2 separate regions of the Mus musculus genome follow, and region 2 is linked to region 1. Evidence: chromatin contacts called from public Hi-C data. All regions are on one chromosome and are shown on one strand. Each heading gives the region's core, a stretch centred on a gene start, on an enhancer-like site or on the middle of the called end of the contact. The rest is flanking DNA. Distances are from core to core; before and after follow the strand shown. Region 1 holds the start of Gm41046 (a long non-coding RNA gene). Region 2 overlaps Mast4 (microtubule associated serine/threonine kinase family member 4).

Region 1 (5,216 bases), core at 193-2,692:
CAAGGGCAATCAGCAGCTCAGCACTGGTGGGGGTCTTGGTAGCCCGACTGAGGGCTGATTAACAGTAAAGGTAGAGTGCCTTTAAGTGTGAGGGAGGTGTCATCTCTTGCCTCAGGTGGGCTTTCACTCAGGAAGTAGAGTGACAGTCATTCACGGTCCCACAGCACTTTGATAAAGTCAGTGGTCAGGCAGGGCAGAACCAAAAACATCCCCAGGTCTCAGCCATCAACTACCTGGCCCATTTTTGTCTCTTGTTTTCATCAGTACTTTAGATACTCACACCCCAAATGACTCAAATTCCTCCTGGATTCAAGTTTTCTCCTTGTCAGGACCTTTGAGCAAAACAGGCTCAGGGACAATACAGAGCCGTGAAGGGGTGGCAGCTGTCGCAGTACAGGCTTGCCCCCTGCGCCCTGTGTCCGTGTAGTTATGTGGGTCACATGTATCGGGTGCTGTAGGGCTTTGGAGACTCGGTGGCAAAAACAGTTGTCTGCAGTAGTTGGCTTTGTTTTGACCTAGTCCCTGCCCCACAGAAGCCTCTCAGTGGGGCACAGCACAGGGTCAGGCATCTCTTGTTTCCTCCCTGATAGCATTGGGAGGGCTACCATTTGGCATCTCTCCCAACCTTTGGTTAGAAGTGCGTGCACATACCCACGAACACTCAAACGATGCCTATTTAAAACAAAGAGCTCTGGCAGGGAGAGGGGGGAGTGGTGAATTTAAATGGACTCCGCTATTTGTTCTGGAACGACTCCTGTTTATTTAAGTTACCAAACGGAGCAGTCACAAGTTCTGTCAAATTCCTCAGACACCCAAATAGCTCCACATTTCAAAACCTTTGCCCTTCCCCACATCCTACCCCGAGGCTGTGTTGGTTGCTGAGTCTGACAGGTGCATTGTGGGTCAGGTGGCCTGGGCAAGTGGAAGGCCTCTGTCATGTTTCTACACCAAGAAACGAGAAGGCATCTCTGGGGAACTGAACATTGTGTGGACAGAGAATGTTCCTCACGGCACCAGGCAAAATGGTCTGCACCAACAAACTGCTTGTGGCCCCCTCTTGAGCCTTGCCCTGGCAGCTGCTCTGATTAGCCTTAGAATTTACATCTGCTATGAGTTCTGGGTCAGTCAGAGGACCTCAGTGGACAGGTTTGGAACCAGAACCAAGTTTGAGACTCTCCCCCTTCATTATCGTTCAGAAACATTTGTGACTTGATGTGGACCTGAGCAAGCTTTGGACAAACTGGGGGTTTAACACCATTCATTCTTTGTAGGTGAGTTTAACATTGCTACTGGGATGTAACAGATTAAAGTGCAGAAGTCAGCTCTCATTTTCTGATCGTGGCTGCAGCAAAATCTACCACGAAGACTTGCTTCCCTATGCATAGCTTAGATGTATCCATACCAGAGAGAGGAAAGTGTGACTTCATTTGAGGAAGTGTGTCCTTTGATGGCAACATTTTTTTTCCCAAATGCCACACAGGCACTGGGAGGGGTAGTAGTGTAGTCTCTGGGGTATCCTCCGGGCTTCTGTCCATCCTGTCCAGTGGAACCGTGTTGGTTTTTATCTCTGCGCTCCAACAGTTTCGAATGCTGGAGTCTGTTCTTTGACCTCCCCCATGTGAGGGGACATTGCTTTAGCATTTGCTATGGTTCAAGCACTGTTCTAAGGGACTTAGAGCTATTAACTTAGATTTATAAACCACAGAATGCTGTTAAAGAAAATACCTAAGATGTATAAGAAGTGTACATTGTGTTCTTTTGCTCCTATGAAAAACAACATATATGTAATATATACCACATATATTTTATGTAATTACAATTTTTATATAAACTTAATATAATTTTTATATAAATTATAATATATATAATTTTTGTCTCTTCCTTTGTTTCTCCATTTCTCTGTCTACCTCTGTCCCTCTGGGTTTTTTGTTTGTTTGTTTGTTTCTCTGTCTGTCTCTGTCCTTTGTCTCTCTGTGTATATGTGTGTATTTGCAAGAGGAGGAAATATAGAAAGATGAACAAGAAAATGGATAAGTTATTTCCGAGGTGATAAACTGAGGTGTAAGTATGGTGTAAATGGGAGAATTTTCACTTTATTGTAATTTACTCTCTTTGAATTATGGTGTGTGTGGTATATGTATATATTGGGGTGTGTGTGTGCATACGTTGCAGGAAATATTTTAAAAAGACCATCACGATCCCTCGCTAGTGATAGACACAGCGGGGCTACATGTCTCCATGATCTCTCTCTGGGTAATCTCTCTGGGCCGGAGCTCCCGAGTTCCCTTGGATCATTGCCATGCCAGCCCCATGCAATAACCGTCCACCCTGTGGTCAGCCGCCACAACATCCAGCAACCTGGTAGAAACAAATCTCTTGAGATGACCGGCAGGTTTCCTGCTCTACTGCCGGCAACTCTCTGCCCTGTGGGGCTGGCTGGCCATGCACTGGCCGACAATGGCCAACCTATTATCTCATGGAGACTCTGACTCAGACCTCCACAATCTCCCCACCCAGCTCGCTAGGTTCCCACTTTTGGGTTGCTATCATGCCAGCCTCATGCTTCAAAGCCCCCGAGGCCTTTGTGGTGCACATCAGGCAAACCCTTGCTTTGCCGCCGTACTTTTGTCTCTGGAACCCAGTCAAGTTCCTGAGAGAAGAAAAACACCACACAAATTTAGCTCAGAAACAATGGTAACTCAATCTCTGGGTGCAACAACTAAACCTAATCTTGTAAGCAGTATTAAATCTGATTCCTCTGGTGGCGAATCCTGATGGATCCACCACTGAAACCAGGAGACACTAGTAGCTACATGTAGACCTTATGCCATTACCGTTCCAATAGCCTCTAACCCTCTCTTCCTTCGTCCAACTTGAAAGTCCTTCCTACTCGCCCAGTGATTGGCTCCTTTATTCATTAGGGGATTGAAGTCACATAAGTATGTGACTCACTCCTTGTTCATGACCCCTCCCAGGAAAGCAGGATTAGCACCAAAATATAAAGAGCACCAGGCCCACCCACAACATGCATATGTGTATGTTGGTGTGCATGCATGTATATGAAGGTCAGAGTTCAGTACTGGGTCTCTTCCATTTCTTTCCACTTTAGTTTTTGAGGCAGGGTCTTTCACTAAATCCAAGGCTCATTATTCGGCTAGAACAGACTAGGCAGTGATCTGCAGGGATCTTCCTGTCTCTGCCCCTCATCCACAGGGCTAGGGTGATATGTGTACACCATTAAGCTCAGCATAAGATGATGCTGAGATGCTGTGGCTTCAAGTCAGGTCTCATGTCTGTGCGGCAAGTATTTTACTGACTGGGCCTCAGCTCTTGAATTATTTTTTTTTTTTAACTACGTGGGAACTATTTCTACTTCAATGGAAACTCACTACGTTTGTCTTGAAATGGAAGAACGTGAAAGCTTTGTGGGCCAAGATAACTTTATGGATGAGACCTGGGCTGAATCCCAGAGAGAGCAAGTCCAGTGTGGTCTCATGCACACAGCACTGTTGGAGGAAGGGGAAGTGGAGGGAGGGAGGTAACAGGAGAGGGCCGGGGAGGAGGAGGAGGAAGTGGGGAGAGGGGCTGCTGGAAATAGTCTTAAAGTCTCCCAGAGTCAGATTAGAAACGAGAAGTGGGATTGCACCTGTAACTCACTGTGTATGTGTGGTTATAAGCCTAAGCTTTCATAACTTTTTTTTTTCTCCTGAGACAAGGTTTCTCTGTATAGCCCTGGCTGTCCTGGAACTCACTTTGTAGACCAGGATGGCCTCAAACTCAGAAATCCGCTTGCCTCTGCCTCTCGAGTGCTGGGATTAAAGGCCTGCGCCACCACACCCGGCTTAAGCTTTCATAACTTAATGAGACAGGGAGGTCTTACTTTATCATGCTCCTAGACGAAAATCCTGTTGATAAAAACTTGTAAGATAGTATTACCCCCTGTTGGGATACTGGCCGTTACACAGTCCTCAAATATATGTAGCAGGAAGTATCTGTGCTGAGAAGGCAGGGGAGTCAAGCCCAGGAAACTCACACTCTTAAAGCTAGCACACACACTCAAAACGCTGCCAAGCGCATCCAGCCTTTTGACACTGTGACACCACATTGCCCTGTACAAAGTTTACGTCTGAGAACTACACCATCAAGTTTAAGAATTGGGACGGTATCTCATCATGTTTTAAGTAAGTTTCTGATTTGGTATTGGGAAGCGTTCATAACTATCCTGACCACGTGCTGCCACGAGTAGCCCGTGGCCACACCACACGTTGCACATGGAACGCAGGCACAAAGATGCGGGCTGATGGGGTTTCAGAGAAGAAAAGGACTACGCTAGTAGGGAGCAGATGTGGCATCAGGAAGGGGTTTACTGCTTTGTGGTTTGGGGAAAGGGAAAGGAGGCTAGCTCATGCAGAGAGTGGATTAAGCATTGGGTCAAGGCTGTGTTTAGGCAACCAATAGACGCTTGTAGCATAGAGACCTGGGGTGGGAGCGCAGGAGCACAGCTGTGGGGTGACAGCGTCAGTGCGTAGGGTCATAACGTTCCATTTTAAGTAAGCCGAGGGAAGCTACTGTCCCAGGCTGCAGTGGAGTAAAGAGGAGATGACCAACCAGAGCCTGGAAAGGCATTTGGAGGTTGGAGGATGCTGTAGTGAAGCTGATAAGGATTGCGGTATTAACCTAGGAAGGAAGTAGGGGGCGGCTATTCAGGACAAAAGATCGAGGGGCACAGAGAAGTGGCTGTGGACTCGGGGTCAGGCGGCAGAAAGCAGCTGGTGCAGTCTGAGTCTGCTCAGGAGGACAGGGCTGAAATGAAGACGGTTAGTGGTGACTGGGGTAAAGGAAGTTGATGAGTTAACATTGGCGGTTTACGCTATCGGCGCAAATTCGACACTGGAGCTGGGAAGAGGTGTAGGAAGGAGGGTGAAATAAGTTCTGTATCAGAGAAGAGAGGCTTTTTACAACAAGAGGGTCTTAACAAGGAAGATCACGTTAGATAAGGTAGAGGGGCTGGGAGGCGGCTCAGGTGTAAAGTCTTTGTCGTCCCTAGCATCTGAGCGTGCAGTCCCTGCACTTTTATGAGCCCTCTAGGGGGCGCTATAACCTCAGCATAAGGAGAAGGACTGGGTGAGTTGGCGCACCAGAGACAGGCAAATCCCCCAGATGTCTGGCTGGCCAGCCTAGCTAAATAACTGAACCCCTAGATCCAGTGAGAGGCC
Region 2 (5,139 bases), core at 182-2,681, 230 kb before region 1:
TAATACGGCCTTTATTTTTCCTAATGCAATTACCGGCGAATAAAAACAATGAATAAATCTTAGCTGTTGACATCACCACGGTCATGACGGCATGGGTAGTCAGCAGCGTGGCTGAGGAGAGCTGAAGTAGCCTATCCTTAATCCAGTGGGGAGAGAAAGGGGGTGACTAGTGAGTGACTCTGGGGAGCTCCGGCCTGGAAGCAGGGTGAGATCTTCACACCAGTCAGTCAGTCATTAAACCATTGCATCGGCCTAGCTGAAACTTTGTAAGGTTTACAGAAAGGATCTGCTACCTGGGAGAGAAGTTAAGGATGTGAACTTCTTAACTTGATAGGAGCCAGTCAGTGAGCCATTGTCCTTGGACAAGCAAGGATTCCACCGTGGCCCTGGAAAGTGGTTTTGGCTTGAGGGCCATCTGGGTGGTAGTCAGCAAACACGCAAACGTGGGGAATGGGAGAAGGCCGGTTGGAGCGGGGGTAGTAGGGTGGGGGGGATGGATACCTGGAGTTGCTTCTTGTATCCCCCTCCTCCCACACACACAGTTAAAACCACATTTGTGGAGTTTTGATTCTGTTTGAAGGACCACTGGGAATTCATTCCTGCCTTCCGTTCATGCTGAGGCAAGGACTACAGTAGTGAATAAGTCAGCCTCACCAGTAAACAGATATCTAAAGAAGCCCATTGCCAAATTGGGGTCAGTGTTCCGACAGCTGCAAGAGTGTGGAAGGGAGAGAGAGAGAGAGAGAGAGAGAGAGAGAGAGAGAGAGAGAGAGAGAGAGAGAGGGAGAGAGGGAGAGAGGGAGAGAGAGAGAGAGTAACCTTGTGGGTGTGGAGTGGGGACTGCTTTAAATAAAGAGGCTAGGGAAGTCCCTTTGAAAAGGTAATATTTAAAGGGAGGCTGAAGACTGTGAGAAACATTTGGGGGGGGGGCAACTGTCTGGCAACATCAAAGTCTCTTGAGGCAGGAAGGACAAAAAGAAAGTCCCCAGACAGGAAGTTGAATTTAGGTATAGGGCATTGACCTGGAAACCATCATTTATACCATGGGAGGTGTAGATTATCTTAGTCTGGAAGAAAAACAGCGTCATTGAAGGAATGGGCAGAGATGACTTTCAAGGGGATAAGTCCCCCAAGAGTGAAGGGTGGCCTGTGTGCATGCGTGCGTGAGTGTTGTCTCTGGCTCACACAGTGGGGAGACCATCAGTGCCCCCAGCATCAACAGTTGTCCAGTGGTACTCTGAGTTGTCATTTGACCAGCACGGTTGGTGTGAAGCAAGGAAATGCAGATTGGGTGGTGACCACCTTTTGTGGGCAGATAAACCCAGAGGTCATGCATCGTGGCACCAAGCCTTATATGTTCAGGCAGCCCAGGAGCCTCGTTCCTGAATCACATCCCCTTACTCACCGTCTGCTCACCCCATGGGCTGCTCCATCACCAGAGTTGGCAAGGGCAGAAGTTTCCTTTTCACATCCTCCCTGGAAGTTCAAGTTCCTCCCACAGCCTGTGAACCTCGCCTCCCCTCCTCTCCCCTCCCCTCTCCTCCCCTCCCCTCTCCTTCTCTTCCCTCTGAGCTTGCTGCTGGAGTTTCACTTTAAAGCCTTGACTCAGCTGGGTGCGGTAGCCTACACCTGTAATATCAGCAGCACTCTGGTGGAAGAGGCAGGAGGATTGCTGCATGTTCAGGCTATTTGGTCTATGGGACAAGTTTTAGGCTAGCCGGGGCTATACTGTGAGACCCTGTCCGCAAACAGACATATGAACCCACATAAAGCCCCGGATCTTCTTGGGCCTAATTCCCCTCACTGTTGGCTCCCTCCTGAGCCCTGGCACCAGGCCGTTTCTCAGCAGCTGGTTCCACAGGTGGCCGAAACCAGGCCCCACTTGTGGCTCCTCCTCGCCTCTCCACGCCTGACCTGCGGGCTAGGCCCCTCCCTGAGTCCCTGAGCCATTTCCTCCCACTCCTGGCCTTGCCCAGGCCTGTTTCATAACTGCTTCCTTTCATCCCTCTCCTGTCTTCACGTTCTCCACTGTGCCTTGCCTATTGCTGCAGGACTCGCCCTGTCATCCTCTCATCCAGTCAGCTCCAGCTTGGCTAATGTGCCCTGAAGCTGCCTTGTAGAGCTCACCCCTCCTCCCCGGCCCTGCCACACCGTGCCCAGCCTTTTCCCCGAATAATTCATCCAGGGAAGAGAGGGCTCTACTCCAAGACTTTGGTATATACGGCTCTTGCTGCTGTCTGCTGAGAGCCTGGGTTTCCGCCTAGCATAGGGAGTTCTGACAGTCTCTGCAGTTCCCCCTTAAGGCTGACCAGATCGCAGCAATCAGGAGAACAAAGGCAGGTGGATTCTCAGAGTTCAAGGCCAGCCTGGCTCAGAATGGGAGCTCCCAAGTTGTCACTGCTGCCCTGTAATGTTCAGGTGTATGGTGATGGAGGAGGAGGCAGAGCAGTGAGGAATGTATAAAGTGAAAAAAGTGGGTTTCCAAAAAAAAAAAAATGCATTGGAAATAATCGATGAGGACATGGAAGCTTATGCTTTGGAGAAGGAGTCACAGCTCTTCACCCTGTAACTAGGCAGTGCGTTTGTGCTTCTCTGGCTGGCTGCTTTAAGGTCCAGGATACTGGGACAGGGAGGTAGGATATGAGAAAGAATGTGTTAGTCTTTTATGGCTTTGCCTGGTTTTCTTTACAAATATATCTGGTATCAGGAGTTTAAATAGTATCTTTTAAAGCAGGGGAGTCATAAGCTTTGCAATAGAGACTAAAAAGCTGGTAGATATTGGTATCAAAAAATCCTTAGTCCCTATGGGTCTGTAGAGGAAGAAGGCTTGGAACTGGGCTGGAGCTATACAACTCTGTGGGGAGTCTTCTGTGTATTGGTTAGAATAAAAGTAGCTCTTCCCTTGGAGAGATTCCGATTGGACCCTCCCCAGCAGGGTCCGGAGCACGCCCAACTCTAGTGTGAGCACACACAGAGGTATTTTATTTTAACCTGTCTTATCTTCACTAGATGTCATCTAGTCATTTGAGTGTGACATCATGGTAACTGAATAATCGCTTTGAAAGTTAAGGAGGAGAGCCAAGATGTTTTTAAAAAGGGCCTGGGGCCACGGGGATGAAAGTGGATGGGTGGTGTCCATAACTTTGTCTATTGGAAGCCATCACTCTCTATGAGTAGAGCTGGCTATGTATTAATAGTCACGAACGTGTTTTTCATGACACATGGGTACACTTTGTAACGAGAGAAATCTCTAAATAAAAGTTCACACGGGCTGTTAATTTTTTGAAGTTCCCATACTTTCTGTTTTCTTTTCCCTCTATCTGCCTGGAAATTAGGGAGTTCCGTCAAGGACTCAGCGGTAAATTTTTAAAATGTTGACCTTAAGCTTTGTTATAGAATAGCAGGACCTGAGGGGGTTTTAGCTGTTGGGGACTGATATCAAACTGAACAGTCATATTGTTTTGTCATAAAGAAAAAAGGAACTTAGTATAAACTTTAGGCTTTGGTCAGTATTTGAATGTAAAATGGATGGCTACGAATAGACAATTGTTAGTGTTTATCTCATTTCTTAAGCACCCTGTTGGTTGCTTTATTATAGAACCCTGGGGAATTTTCTATTCTGCTCCTATTTGGGTCTTCAATTTATCAATGACCCTGGTTTTGTTAGTGTAGTGTCTTTTATCCACTATAATTGCAGGCAAAGTGCAGATCTCAACATAAACCTCAACCTCTTTAGAGCAGAGAACCAGCTCTCCATGAGTCTGGGAAGTTTCTAACCTGACATGGAAGTTCATGTCTTTTAGACTAATGACTTAGGTTCCCAGCAAATTGCCTGGGCGGAGCGAGCCACCTGATGGGTCATATTTGGATCTTGCTGAGATCACAGCCGATAGCCATAGGCTTCGAGGGGAGAAAGCTGAGCTCAGCAGGCCCATTCTTCACCATGAGAAATATAGATGCTCGTTTAGCCATGTTTGTTCTAATTTTAAATATTACAGCACAAGTTTATGTCTCAGGATTGACTATGCCACCTCCTTAAGAGTCACCCTTGGAGGATTACCTACACACTGCCAAGCTTCTTGGCTGTTAAATCTGAAGGAAGTCACAGCACCTGTAGCTTACCTAAAAAAACAACAAAAAACAAAAAAACAAAAAAAACAACGTATATTCCCCATTCACATACAACATGTGTGTCTTGTGGAATGCAGCATGCTAGATGTCTCTACCTTGGAAATTACAGTTATTAAATGTTTTCTTTTATAGATTCATGGAGGGCTGGGATTAAGAGAGTATGTCTGTCATGGGAAAAGCTACCACCTGAATAAAGCTCTCTAGGAAATGCCAAATGAACCCTTTGTACTGTAAAACAATAGCCATTAAGTGGCTATTATGTAATGTTCTTTCCCAAGTCTGAGTTTAAGGACTTGTTGATCTTGGACCTGGAGAAAGAATTCCTGTAAAAAGTATTCCTTTTACTTGGCTAAACTCTAGACTTTGGATGCAAAGATCAAAAGCATTTTCCAAATAGGCTACCTGAATCAAACATCAAGCACCTTACTTAATGGTAGATGGAGTCAGTCTGATTTTTGCGTATAAGGATCAAAGTTATTTACCTACTATCTTTCACCCCAGTGCCCGTCCACATAAACAGAGAATTCATTCACCCCAAACTAGATTTGCTGTACTGCTCTCCAGGGCAGGCAGGTGGCCAGTCATCTGCATGTCACCTGCCCCGGCAAATTGAACAAAAGGTTCAATTTACATTTCCCAGACATGGCATTTCCCTGAATGAGAGCTAGCTCATTGTCCCTGGGTAGCCAGAGCGGCAGATGGGCAAGTAGGGAAGTCCAGACGGCTTTGGATAGAAGTTCTTATGATAGATTCTGTGAAAGAAGCTGGAGTGCTTATGAATCATAATCCTCTGTGCGGTTTGGGGCTTCCTGTGTGTGGTCAGATGTTTGGGTCATGGCTTTAGTATGCGCTGGCTGCCATATTTTTACTGTGTAGCCTTACTTCTCAATACATGTCAGTTGGGTAAATTAGCCTTAGAAATCAAGGATTTTTTAAGCTGAGAAAACAATGTTGCTTTTCTCAAAAAAAAAAAAAAAAAAGAATTAATTGGTTTAGTGTGTGGATATA

Evidence for each region. A called contact is a pair of places that touch in the nucleus more often than the background predicts.
Region 2: a contact with region 1 is called in a Hi-C map of conventional type 1 dendritic cells, with 2.6 times the contacts expected there. The contact joins two enhancer-like sites. A contact is called at or near these places in 1 of 39 promoter capture datasets (embryonic stem cells), 1 of 15 datasets of contacts at CTCF or cohesin (embryonic stem cells), 41 of 484 Hi-C or Micro-C datasets (B cells, the Ba/F3 cell line, the HL-1 cell line and 22 more) and 11 of 115 datasets of contacts at active chromatin or transcription factors (astrocytes, embryonic stem cells, large pre-B cells and 1 more).

What each region holds. Positions count from the first base shown.
Region 1 is chr13:102,665,312-102,670,527 of GRCm38.p6, reverse strand. It overlaps Gm41046 (a long non-coding RNA gene), which reads left to right and starts at 4,069. Exons shown (of 3, transcript XR_873886.1): 1 at 4,069-4,181. Within about 2 kb of position 1,442, at least 32 of the 459 cell types and tissues checked have an H3K27ac peak or open chromatin away from gene starts, as enhancers often do. A contact at or near this core is called in conventional type 1 dendritic cells and hematopoietic stem and progenitor cells, where this site is marked.
Region 2 is chr13:102,895,768-102,900,906 of GRCm38.p6, reverse strand. All of the region lies in intron 4 of Mast4 (microtubule associated serine/threonine kinase family member 4), which reads left to right. Among named protein-coding and RNA genes, the nearest start is that of Gm30106, 9.5 kb to the left of the region's middle. Within about 2 kb of position 1,431, at least 173 of the 459 cell types and tissues checked have an H3K27ac peak or open chromatin away from gene starts, as enhancers often do. A contact at or near this core is called in conventional type 1 dendritic cells and hematopoietic stem and progenitor cells, where this site is marked.